3 separate regions of the Mus musculus genome follow, and regions 1 and 2 are each linked to region 3. Evidence: chromatin contacts called from public HiChIP or PLAC-seq and promoter capture Hi-C data. All regions are on one chromosome and are shown on one strand. Each heading gives the region's core, a stretch centred on a gene start, on an enhancer-like site or on the middle of the called end of the contact. The rest is flanking DNA. Distances are from core to core; before and after follow the strand shown. Region 1 holds the start of Rffl (ring finger and FYVE like domain containing protein). Region 2 holds the start of Slfn5os (schlafen 5, opposite strand). Region 3 holds the start of Tmem98 (transmembrane protein 98).

What was found. Promoter capture Hi-C pulls out the DNA fragments that hold promoters and counts their contacts. HiChIP or PLAC-seq counts read pairs in DNA pulled down with a chosen protein or histone mark.
Region 1: an H3K27ac HiChIP or PLAC-seq map of embryonic stem cells shows a contact between it and region 3, with 9 times the contacts expected there. The contact joins the promoter of Rffl here to the promoter of Tmem98 in region 3. A contact is called at or near these places in 1 of 39 promoter capture datasets (embryonic stem cells) and 2 of 115 datasets of contacts at active chromatin or transcription factors (both in embryonic stem cells).
Region 2: a contact with region 3 is called in a promoter capture Hi-C map of stem cell-derived epiblast-like cells, with 6 times the contacts expected there. The contact joins the promoter of Slfn5os here to the promoter of Tmem98 in region 3. A contact is called at or near these places in 3 of 39 promoter capture datasets (hippocampal neurons, liver and stem cell-derived epiblast-like cells).

Annotation. Positions count from the first base shown.
Region 1 is chr11:82,869,802-82,873,701 of GRCm38.p6, forward strand. Rffl (ring finger and FYVE like domain containing protein) reads right to left here and starts at 1,409. Exons shown (of 7, transcript NM_001007465.3): 1 at 1,207-1,409. It overlaps Rad51d (RAD51 paralog D), which reads right to left. Exons shown (of 10, transcript NM_011235.4): 10 at 3,262-3,900.
Region 2 is chr11:82,958,779-82,962,602 of GRCm38.p6, forward strand. Slfn5os (schlafen 5, opposite strand) reads right to left here and starts at 1,903. Exons shown (of 3, transcript NR_045932.1): 1 at 1,827-1,903. It overlaps Slfn5 (schlafen 5), which reads left to right. Exons shown (of 6, transcript NM_183201.4): 4 at 1-24; 5 at 1,227-1,950; 6 at 2,122-3,824. The coding sequence ends at 2,926.
Region 3 is chr11:80,808,883-80,812,639 of GRCm38.p6, forward strand. Tmem98 (transmembrane protein 98) reads left to right here and starts at 1,484. Exons shown (of 7, transcript NM_029537.2): 1 at 1,484-1,577; 2 at 3,624-3,757. The coding sequence starts at 3,677. Gm31228 (a long non-coding RNA gene) reads right to left here. Exons shown (of 6, transcript XR_001780272.2): 4 at 3,007-3,129; 5 at 1-247.

The DNA.
Region 1 (3,900 bases), core at 159-2,658, 2.1 Mb after region 3:
ACCACAACTTTTTAACTGTACTCTGGAGTCCAGAATTAGCAAATATGAAATTTTACAAACAGTTGCTAACATTAGAAAGAATGGGGGGGGGGGGGAGAGGAGGGAAGGATAAGGAAGCTGCCACAAAGGAAATATACGGCCAGTTTTGGTCTTAGAACTCTACAAACTGCCCAGGACATAGTCCCCTTCCATTCCTAGAAAAATGCCACAGTATTCGAACAGCCTTGCCCACATTTCAGTATACTGAACTGTCAAGGCAAGAACCACCATGCAGCTCTCAAAAGTGGCGACAGGAAGTCTCTCGGTTCTCCAAGCCACCAGCCAAAACATACATAAGGAGGTTACTATTTTCTTGGAAGGCCACACGCATCCTGGGGTGTTTGTTCATGCGTCACTCTAGCCTTTAACCAGGGCACAGAGTGTGAGTTGTGGGTAAAACCCCATTTCCGAGCTAAGAATAATCTTCCCCGTGGTGGACTGAGAGGAATGTGGAAATCTTCCTCGATTACACAACAGCACCCCCCCACCCCCATGACAGCTTTAAAAAAAAAAAGAAAAAAGGAAGAAGTACGCTGCTGTTGTTTTTTTCTACCGGTCTTAAATCGGAGCTCAAACAGACGCCAGGAAAGGCTGTGGACTCCCCTGATCTACCCAGACTTCCCCATGCCCGGTCAAATGTCTCCTGGGCAGCCAGCTGGAGAGGGGCCCTACTTCCCTCTGAGTCTCGGCCAGGACCACACAGTGGCGACCTAACACACGTCGGGGACAGAGGTCGACTCCCAAGAGGCAGACAGCAGACTCTGGCAGGGAGGAGGGAGGAGGGGAGAGCAGCATCCCAAACTTCCCATCTAACCTCCAAACTCCGAATCTCCAGGGTCCTCCTGGTAGAGAGCCAGTGCCGCCAAAGCTCTGCCTCTGTAGACGGTTTTCTGTCCTACAGAAATGCATCCTTCCCCAGGACCTACCGGGTTCTTACGACACTTGGGTACAAGTTGAGGACACACGTCCCGGGTTACGGCGCACACAGACGAAATGCTTTGCGGCACTTTCATGGGACAGGTGTGGGGTGACCTGGCGGTGGGGAGTTCCTGGAAAGGGCTGCCCCACTCCCGGAGCGCAGCTGGATCCTCACACCCCCCGGAGCACAGCCTGAAGCACCGGATCCTCCAGCCCAACCCGCCACAGCCACAGCCACCGCCTCCTCACCTGCCGCGGACGCTGCCGGGCCACACCTGGGACGGCAGAGGCCAGATCCCGACCGCGGCCACTCAGGCAGCGGGGCTGCGGGGTCTGCGGCCGCCGCAACTCCACGCCTGAGGGGCGCCCGGGTGCCCGAACCACATCCTCACGGGCGGCCCCAGGAAGTCCACCCCCACTAACCCAGTCCCCCGCGGCTCGGCGTGGGCCCCGCCCGTCCAGCGTGCGGCCCCGCCCTCCCGGCTTGCGGCCCCGCCCTCCACCCCACCCCCGCGGGAGCGCACGCCCCCGCCACCATAGAGAGGAATCGGGCGCGCGGCGGTCTAGAGTGCAAGCCTCCGCGAGCGCCCTCTGTCGGAGCCCGGCTAGGTGTGGAGTCCCCAGTCTAGGCCGAGCCAACCAATCCCTTATGTGGTGATCTTGAGCAAGTCCCTTAAGATCACTAACTAGCTTTATAGTAAAGTTTGAATATTGAACCCTTGATTTCATGTTTCATCGTACCCGACAGATTTCCAGAACCCCAGACTCATCTAATTTATTAAGTTTCTTGGCGATATTAAAAGCCAATTCAGTGGGGCATCATAACCTGTCTTTTCCTCCTTGGATAAGCTACTTTCATGTTAGGAAGGTGGGGACACAGCTGAGAAAGGTTGCAGTACAATAAAAACGACTGCTAAGAAACCACCCAGCCATCGTTCATCACCCGTGCACCTTTTGGCAGGCACTTAACCTTTCCAATATCTTCCCCATCCCAGAAAGGCCGGTTGGGCCCGCACATTAAATGAGATAATGCACAAAGGCCTTAGTAAAGCATAAAACACCAGGGTAGCATAGGGGATCATTAGCCAGTGATCTAAGAAGATGCCTAGTCACGGAAGTCATATAAATGCTAATTCTTCTGGCTGGTGTCTAGTGACATCATTTTCTTATGCTTCAGGTTCCCATCAAAGACCTCTCAGAGTTTTCCTGAGCAATTTGTATTTTGATTTATTCAATATTTTGGTGCTTGGGATTTTTGTACATACTAGACAAGTGCTCTACCACAGTGCTACCCCTTGTATTTTAAAATAAAGACTATCAGAAGGGAACCAGAGCTAAAATATGTGCATCCGTACCAGACTCACTTTATAAGCCCTTTGCTATTTCCAGTTCTCAGAACACCCCAGCACGCTCTGTACTGTTATATGCTTGTTATCAACAAGGATCTACATTTTAAGTAATTTTCGAGCTTCCACACAGAGAAAAGCAGAACTCAGATGCAAAACTCTTTCTTTCTCCAACCTGGAGTGTACAGGGAGCCCCGCCTTCTAAGGACCCCTGGCACCTGAGTTGGATGTTCGCCCCTTGCCCCTTTCTCCTGCCTGCTTATTTCTGCAGCTTCGCTTTGCTGCAGTTCCCTATGAGCTCCGCTTCTCTCCGGACTTTTTCCTCCACAAAGGTGTATATCATTTTCTCCCTTCCCTTTCTGGTTTCCGTTCCTTTGACGCACCAACATTGTCCATCCTCTGATATTTCTGAAATGGGTCTGAGCGCCGTGCTGGAGACACAGGTTCTTCACCACACTGTCCATCTCTGGATATGAATGATAGCCACAGACATGTAATAGGTCCAAAACAGAAGTGAAAGGAGATCCAGACCTGCGATTTTTGTTGTTGTTGTTGTTAACTCACAACCAGAGTGCCCAGTTCTGAAAAGGAAGTGCACTTACCCCCCACCCCACCCCACCCCACCCCCAGTCGGACGATAATCAGGGCCTGAATTCATGGTATCCAACAGAAATCCTTTTTTCAGGGCCCTCTGGTCCATATTGTGGCTAAATCATCCGACTGCTGCTAAATAATGAGCAGCTTACTGGAGCGAGGCCTCGGACCCACACCCCTCCTTTCTCCACCTTAGGCGTTATCACCATCACAATTTTTCATCTTTATCGTGCCCTTCCGCAGAGGCATTCAATAATGTACCCATTGTGCGAGTAATCTGAAATCCTTTTCGGCGAGCAATAGTATTTAGTAGTAATAAAACACTAATTTGTCTACCAAGTGACATATTTATAGGAGCTGTTTCCTTTGACATATTTTTATTATTTCTACTCATTTGCTAAGTACTTTCCAATACATATTTATAAAGCACACGCCTTTCCCCAAACAGCACTGAAAAAATAAATCACATTATTTCTTTTATTAGTAGCAGCAAGGCTTCTAAGTCCTAGTGCCCTGATTTCTGTTACTTCTGGCAGGCGCCAGAAGAACTAATAGTGATGGAGCACCTACTATGTGCTAGTCTCTCTGTGAAAGGCACTTTGCATAAATCACCTACTTAACTCCCCTGAGATACACATTTTACCAATAAGGAAAATGTAACTCTGTATAACATAGATTTTTACCAGTAAAACAAACACATTATCTTGTCCAAGGGGACTCTGGCAGGAAGAGTGCAGCAAGGTACTAAACCTGGGTCTTTCCTTGATTCCAAAGTCCTAAATCACCAACCATGGGCCACTCTAACATCTCAGGATATGACTCTCCATAAAAATCAGCCAGACATCACGGCACACACACACACACACACACACACACACACACACACACACACACACACACACACACACACGTCAATATGTCAAGCTGTTGACAGCTGGTGAGGGCACACACCTTTAATCTCAGTACTTGGGAGTCAAGAATCCTACTCTTTTACAGAGAGATA
Region 2 (3,824 bases), core at 653-3,152, 2.2 Mb after region 3:
ACCTGCAGAAGGATTACTTTCCAGGTAACTGTTGTTTCTGGCCACTTTGGAACAGGTTGACTGTTTCCATATTTGGGGGAGAAAAGCCTTGTTTTGAGTCCATACAAAACCACCTATGGAAAGTGCAGAGAGGGGCTGGAGCTGTGGCTTAACAGTTAAAAGCACTGGCTGCTCTTTCAGAGGACCTGGATTTGATTCCCAGAACCCACATGATGGCTTACAACCATTACCACAGTGGGTAAGTATGTTGCAATGTAGTTGCAGCATCCAACATTAGCAGTGAGAACGAGTGCATTATTGCCATGTGCCATGTGCAAGTGCAGGGCTGAGTGTGGACCATGTCCAGGTACATCTTGTGACTTTGTTCATAGATTTTCTAGGTTCTCTTATTGATAAGAAAATATTTTGAAACATTCTGGTGTTTCTGGATTTTTCTTGGTTTTAGTTGTTTCACCATTAAGCTTTTGCAGGACATAGAACAAAGACAAATTTAGACAGGGTTTCTCTGTGTAGCCCTGGCTGTCCTGGAACTCACTTTGTAGAGGCTGGCCTCGAACTCAGAAATCTGCCTGCCTCTGCCTCCCGAGGGCTGGGATTAAAGGCATGCACCACCTTCCCACTAGTGTTCTCATAGTCCAAGAGAGGTTCTTTCTTGCTGCCTTGGCTACTGTGTTCTCAGTGTAGTCCATGTTGATCACAGCTGGTTATGGGCTCCCTCAGACTCAAGATTGCTTCTCTTTTTGTTACTAATATAAAACTGATCATTGATACATGATAGAGCTCAAAGATCGAGATCTACATCATATAATGGTAGAGTAAGACTAATTACTAGCTACTGATTTGTTTAGTGATTTACTTAAAGCACTGCTTGTACATCTGTTGGCCAAGCAGGGCTTCACTTGCCATCTGAAACAGAATGACCTGGAGAAACAGTTAATAAATAAATAGACAAATAAATAAATAAGTCCTGGCCCTCTAAATCCTGCTGCCTGCCACATACTCTATAAAATCTTGCTTGCTCGCTCCCTCCACCTAGTGGTTTTAAAGTGTAATGCGTTATTACAGATGGCACGGGCATGAAGGCTTTTCATCCACTGGTCCTCTCTTCCACTCTCATTGGTGTTATTCAAGAAAGATTATTCAAGAGTGCTTATTCAAGAAAGATTCCCACAGCAATGGTGATTATTAGCTTGTCTCTGATTCATTCCGATTCTTTCCTTGTCTAGTGTCACCCAACAGGATTACATATACTCCAGAGAGCGTCTACAAGGACCTCTTCGCAGATTACAGAGGACTAAGAAACTTAATAAATATGGAAATGCGCTGTTTCTCTCAAGGGATATTGATCTTCTCCCACAGCTGGGCTGTAGATCTAGGTCTTCAGAGGAGGCAAGATGTCATCTGTGACGCTCTTCTGATTTCCCCGAACAACGTTCCAATCCTGTACACCATTTGCAACAAGTGGGATCTGGGGAACAGGCACTATTCCATGAAAGTTGCCCGTACCCTGAAGCAGAAGCTGGTGAACATGGGTGGCTACCCTGGAAGATTAGGCATCATTCCCTTGGTCTTACCACTGGGTTCTCACCAAAGAGTAAGGAATGACTTAGAAATGCCAGTGTACCCCGAATCCTATAACTTCATAACCACACAGCAGGTGGAAGCTCTGTTGCAATCTCTTGTGATCATCTTGTTTGGGTTCAGACCCCTGTTAAATGAAGAGTTAAACTTGGAGTCTGAGACTGTGGCCCTGCTCTCAGACCAACAGTACGGGTTGCTTTCAACTAACCTGAGCAAGCACAGAGAGATGTTTGTTCACGGCTTACCTGGATCAGGGAAGACCACTCTAGCTCTCATGATCGTGGGGAAGATCAGGAATGTGTTCAACTGTCAAGCTGACAACATTCTTTACATCTGTGAGAACCAGTCCTTGAAGAGGTTCATTGTGAGGTAAGCAACCTGACTATTCATTTCTTTCTGGTGGGCAATTTGAATGGGCGTGGCTTTCGAGGGCTAAGCTCTGGGTTGTTGCTTCCATGCTCAGGAACTATTCCTATCTATTGGGCTGCCTTTCTTTGCTTAGCTGAGGAAATCTGACTGTGTTTCTTACACTTGCATCAGGAAAAACGTTTGCCAGGCAGTGACACGGAAAACCTTCATGAAAAATACCTTTGATAATGTGCAACATATCATCGTGGACGAAGCTCAGAATTTCCGAACGGAGGACGGGAACTGGTACGCAAAGGCCAAAGCCATCACTCAGAGAGCGAGAGATGGCCCAGGAGTTCTCTACATTTTTCTGGATTACTTTCAGATCAATCACTTGTGTTGCAGTGGCCTCCCTGAGCTCCAACACCAGAAGCCGTTATTGAAGCTCACCAGAATGCTCCGCAGCGGAGACAACATAACCAGCTACCTTCAGGATATAATGCATCAAATCAGAGAAAATCCTCCCCCAAATGTCCCCCAAGAAGCCTTGATGGTGGGTGAAGAACTTGAATGGGGTCCAGATGTCACAGGCAACTTAGAGATTACTGATAACTTGAATTTGGAGCAGATGTCAGTCTATGTAGCAGAGAAATGCCAGAGTCTTTGGAGGTCTGGCTATTTCACGGATGTTGCTGTTCTTTTCACTAGAGCCAGAGATATAGAAAAATGTAGAGACAAGCTTCTGCTAGCAATGAGGAGGAGGTCCATGTCTCAGCTCGCTGAGGAGCCCAGTTTACTAGTGCAGGTCAGGGAGGGGTTGGATAGTCTGGGTAGTCACGTCGTGTTGGAGAGTGTTCACCGATTTTCAGGCATGGAAAGAAGTATTGTGTTTGGGATCATTCCAATGGGATCTGAGACGGCCATTTTCTACAATGCTCTGCTCTGTCTGGCTTCCAGGGCAAGGACACATCTGTATATTGTAAAGGTTGTGTTTTGATAGGAAGATGCCAGTTTTCAGTTAGCTTGGGTTGGTCTCTAGCTGTCTTTGAAGCTCTTTGATCTAAACATTTAAGCACCAAAAACATTTCATGTACAATCAGCCACACTCAGGGCAAGCAAATATGAGTATGGGGGATGTAGACAGTAGGAAGAGACAGCAGAGCAATTAGCTGGCACTGAGATATCCTTTCTCTCTCTCTCTCTCTCTCTCTCTCTCTCTCTCTGTGTGTGTGTGTGTATGTGTGTGTGTGTATCAGGAAGGACTGGTTGTTTGAGGTAGGCAGGAAAGAGCTAATTATGAGATGACTGCTGACTTCTCGTAGACTCAGATATTTTCCTTGTTTTTAACACAGCCACCGGCAGAAATGCTTGATCTTGGTGTGTGGAGGGAGCATGAAGGGGAGAGGGGGAGAGAGTGTGTCCATCTTTAGCAGGACATAGTTTGAAATGTAAGTTCACAAACTGCAAGCTATGATTTCAGGGTGAGTCCAGTTCAGTTTAGCTTGTCGAGTTGCTTCCTGTTTTGCCTTTCATCGGCATTGCTGTTTCTGATCTTTGCCTTCTACATGACTTATTTATTCAGAATCTTTGACTCCGCCTTAATACTATTCCTGTGGGGACCCAGAGTTACTACCGTCAAAGTGCCAAAGTGTGGGTGCAGTGGTTTGGAAGGTAGAGGGCCGAAGAGGAAGAATGTACAGAGTCTAAGCCTGGCATCACTCCACACTTAATTTAGTAACCACAGTATGCAAACATAAGTCAAATATCTCTGCTCTCTGTGCGCTCCCCAGTTCAAACAGCCTTTCGAAGGCCGTTGCTGAAAAAATACTCATTTGTCATTTGCTTTAGGTCTCTGTATAGCCCTGGCTGTCCTGGAACTCACTCTGTAGACCAGG
Region 3 (3,757 bases), core at 234-2,733:
GGAAGCAAAGGTCCTCCTCCCCCTCCTCCTTCCCCCTACCCCTCCTCCTCCCCCTCCCAAGTGCTGGGGATCAAACATGGCTTGTGCATGTTGGGTTCACTCTACCACTAGGCTGTGCGGTGCATACGAAGACTGGATGTTGACATTCAGTGTCCTCTTGCACTCGGTAGGTTTCTATTGCTGTGAATACCATTGCCAAAAGCAACTTGAGGAACAAAGGATTCATCTCACCTTACAGGCTTCAGTCCTGAAAGGAAGTCAGGGAAGGAACTCAGCAGGAACCTGGAGGCAGGAACTGAAGCACAGACCTCAGAGGAGTGTAGCTTACTGGCTTGCTCCTCATGGGATGCTCAACCTGCTTCCTTATACAACCTAGGACTGCTTGTCTGGAGGTGACATCCCTTGCATTGGGTAGAACACTTGTATCACATGCAAGAAGTCCTGCATCCAACCTCTAGCAGGGCAAAAAAGGAGCACAAACAAACACACCAAACTAAACAAAAAGACTGGGGTCTGGAGGAGACTATAGGCTCTGGTTTGCAGATACTGCATCGAGTTGATGGAGAAATCACCTGCATCCTTTGGTTCTTGTCATCTTAGGTCCTTGCAAGTGGGGTTGTTTTAGATCTGGACAGGCCACCCACGTTTTACTCGGCCTATGCAGGCTCTGCCTTTTCCTCAGGGCAGATCAGGATATAACTAACCATCCAAAGCCCACTCACTTCTCATTGTAAAACATGGTCTTTATAGACTTTGGGATCCTTACCCAGAATAGTCTGCTCCGTAAGCCTTTGCGGGGGGGGGGGGGGGGGGGGAGGGGGGGCCTGGAATCCTAAACTGCTGCTATCAGCTGGCATCTTTAGGCCCGAAAGCAGCCTATTGGTGACTGTCAACAGCCTGGACTGCGTCCTGACCCGTGAGGTATGTTCTCTCTGCAGTAGGATTTTTAGAACGCACGACTGCCTGCCAGGGTCCTGGCTAGGCAGTGTTTAGCAAGACTCTTTAAGTTAGGCTACTGGTTCACTTTTAGCCCTGGGCCAGGCTCTTGCCCCAAAATGTGTGCAGTGTGTCACTGACCCTGACACCAGTTTCCAGGGTCATTACAGAGGAGGGCGGCAAGGCACAGAGAAGTGAGGTCAAATCGCTCACAGCTATTGAGTCCTTACAATCAATCTGCACACAGCAGCTAGGGCAGCGACCCAGCACTGTGTAAACTGTGGGAGCTCCTACCCCCCACCCCAGGCTGTCCAGCTGGAGGGCAGTGGGTGTGGATGCATCCTGCCCTGGCTTCCGTGGGTGCACGTGGAGGGGTCCTCCGATCGTCAGTGACTGTCTCCCAGCTGCCCTGGCCTCCCGGGACGCCAATCCCCAGGCGGCCAGGGGCCTGGCGGGGACGGCGGCGCCTGGCAGCGGGGGATTTGGGTGCGCTGGCTGGGCCGCCCCGCCGGGGGTGGATCTGGGTCGTCGGCCCGCCCGCCCTCCCGGCATGCCCTGCTGCTGGCCGCTGCGGGCAGCACTCGGACTTGGCCTTGGGGGGGGATCGCGGGGAGCCGGCGTACCCCGGAGCTGCAATTGAGGTGGGTGAGCACGCGGGGCGGGTGGCGGGTGGCGGGTGGCGGGAAGGCTCTCTGTGGGCTGCTGGGACACTGCTTTGTTCTGCCCTGCGGAAACGGAGCAGCGCGCAAGTTGGGGACCAAAGTTGAGCGCGCGTACCAGCCTTCCCTGGGGGCGGCAGGCGGGCCAAAGAAGGGAGAGAGTTGGATCTTGATGGGTTTAAAATCAAATGGAGGGGAAAGCTAAGAGGGAGATGGAACGAGAAAGAGAGATGCAGGGAGAGAGGAAAAGTCACGGAGATACAGAGAACACACAAAGAAAGAAAAGCGCACAAAGGAACGCCCACACCGAGGGATCGCAGAAGGCGGCTGAGGGAAAGTTCAAGAAAGCAAAGACCTCAAAGAAAGTACTGAAAAAGAGAGAAGAGGAAAGCGGCACTCTCTTGCGGGATGGTGGTGGAGCTTGGAGAAATAGGGGCGTGGAAGGGAATATGTGGGGAGCCTGGAGAAGGGATACATTGGAGGAAAACATCTAGAGAGGAAGACATAAAAATAAGGAGGAAAGAAAACGGTTAACATTGCTAGACAGAGAAGGACAGCACAGAGTGTCTAGAGAAACTAAGGCAAACCTGTTCCCTCCCCTTCCTGCTTTCCCAACAGAGTATAAGATCAAAACAAAACAAAACAAAACAAAATAAAAACCAAAAAACTCTGTGAGAGAGCAGCGTTTGCAGACTGCTGAGGAGGCTTCCTTGGCAACTTAAGCCAGTAAAGTCCCCACCCTGTTTACCCGTTCCTCAAAATTCAGCTCAATTATCCCCAGGTTTGCGAAGGAGGCTTTTCTAGAAAGTGCCATGCAAATTGCAGTCTCTTTATTACCCAAGCCTGCACATAGCCCACCTACACAGCTGCATCCTTCTTCCCCACCAGTTCATTGTCATGGGGGAGGGGGATCTGTGTCTTCTGTCTCTAGTCTTCAGAATTCAGTGTTTGCTGTAAGCAGATGGTCAATCTGTGCTCCCCGAGTGACCATCAAGAGAGTTTGAATTCTGGGAGACATAAACATCACACATAGACTAAGTACTGTGGCGAGCCAGCCTGGGGTCCTACAGACTGCTGAGGCATAGCACTCCTTTCTGTAGGTAAAGAAACTAAACCCAGGGAGGGGAGGAAACTTTTTCAAAGGTATGCCTATGGGAGGTCTGCCCTGAAAGGATGCTGTGAAGACCACTTCTCTGAGAGGCTCTGGCCTGAGTTTAACACAGCTTGATAGGCTGCGTCACGCTGCAGGAAGTAATGGCTCACGTTCAGGATGGTGGTCCCAAAGGATTGCATCGTGTGATGATGTCCTAGCTGGTCTTAGTTTGTCTAAGTTCGGTCTGGGTGTTTGACAATGACCACAATACCTGACAGTGCATTTCTCAGAACGGAAAAGCATCTTGTTAAGCCATACCTGACTGTTGGTGTGAGAGAAGCTGCCAGATGGTGCTGCACAAGGAATACTCCACTCTGCTTCTAAGTTTTCAACTCTCAAAGTGTCGGTCGGTCACAACCCATCCCAGGGTTCTCACTCTTCCTTAGAAAGGAAAAGGAAGGTGACTCTTCACTTTGGACCAATGGCTTTCTGATGGCCAGCTATGTAGACCTGGACGAATTCTTTAACCTCCTGGAAACTCAGTTTCTTCACCATAACATAGAGATGCCCCATACGATCCTTGCTAGGCTCCACCCGGAGTATCTGACACAGAGGAGCTAGCTCCTGAGTACAACCTTCTTCTGTCCTGGCATTATTTCACTTACATGACTTACAGCATGAAGTCATCAAGGCAGGTGCAAATGTGTCCTAAGCTTCAAAACTTAGCTCATTCTAACTGGAAAATAACCACTTACCATAATAGAGAAGGGAAATTCGGGCGTGGTCTAAGATGCCCTTGGGTTTGCAGGGGGATGTGAGGGAGCCTTGCTACCCTTTCCATCCCCATTGGCCATTTGCAGCAGGTAAGACCCGGCCGCCCCTCCCCACACCTGCCGTATCTTTACCAGGTCTGCTTGACTTTATGTTCCCCACAGCTTCCACCTGCTCAGAGGATGTGAGTGGACTGAGGCTGGGAGCCCCTGGAAGCATGGAGACTGTGGTGATCGTCGCCATAGGTGTGCTGGCCACCATTTTCCTGGCCTCATTTGCTGCTTTGGTGGTGGTCTGT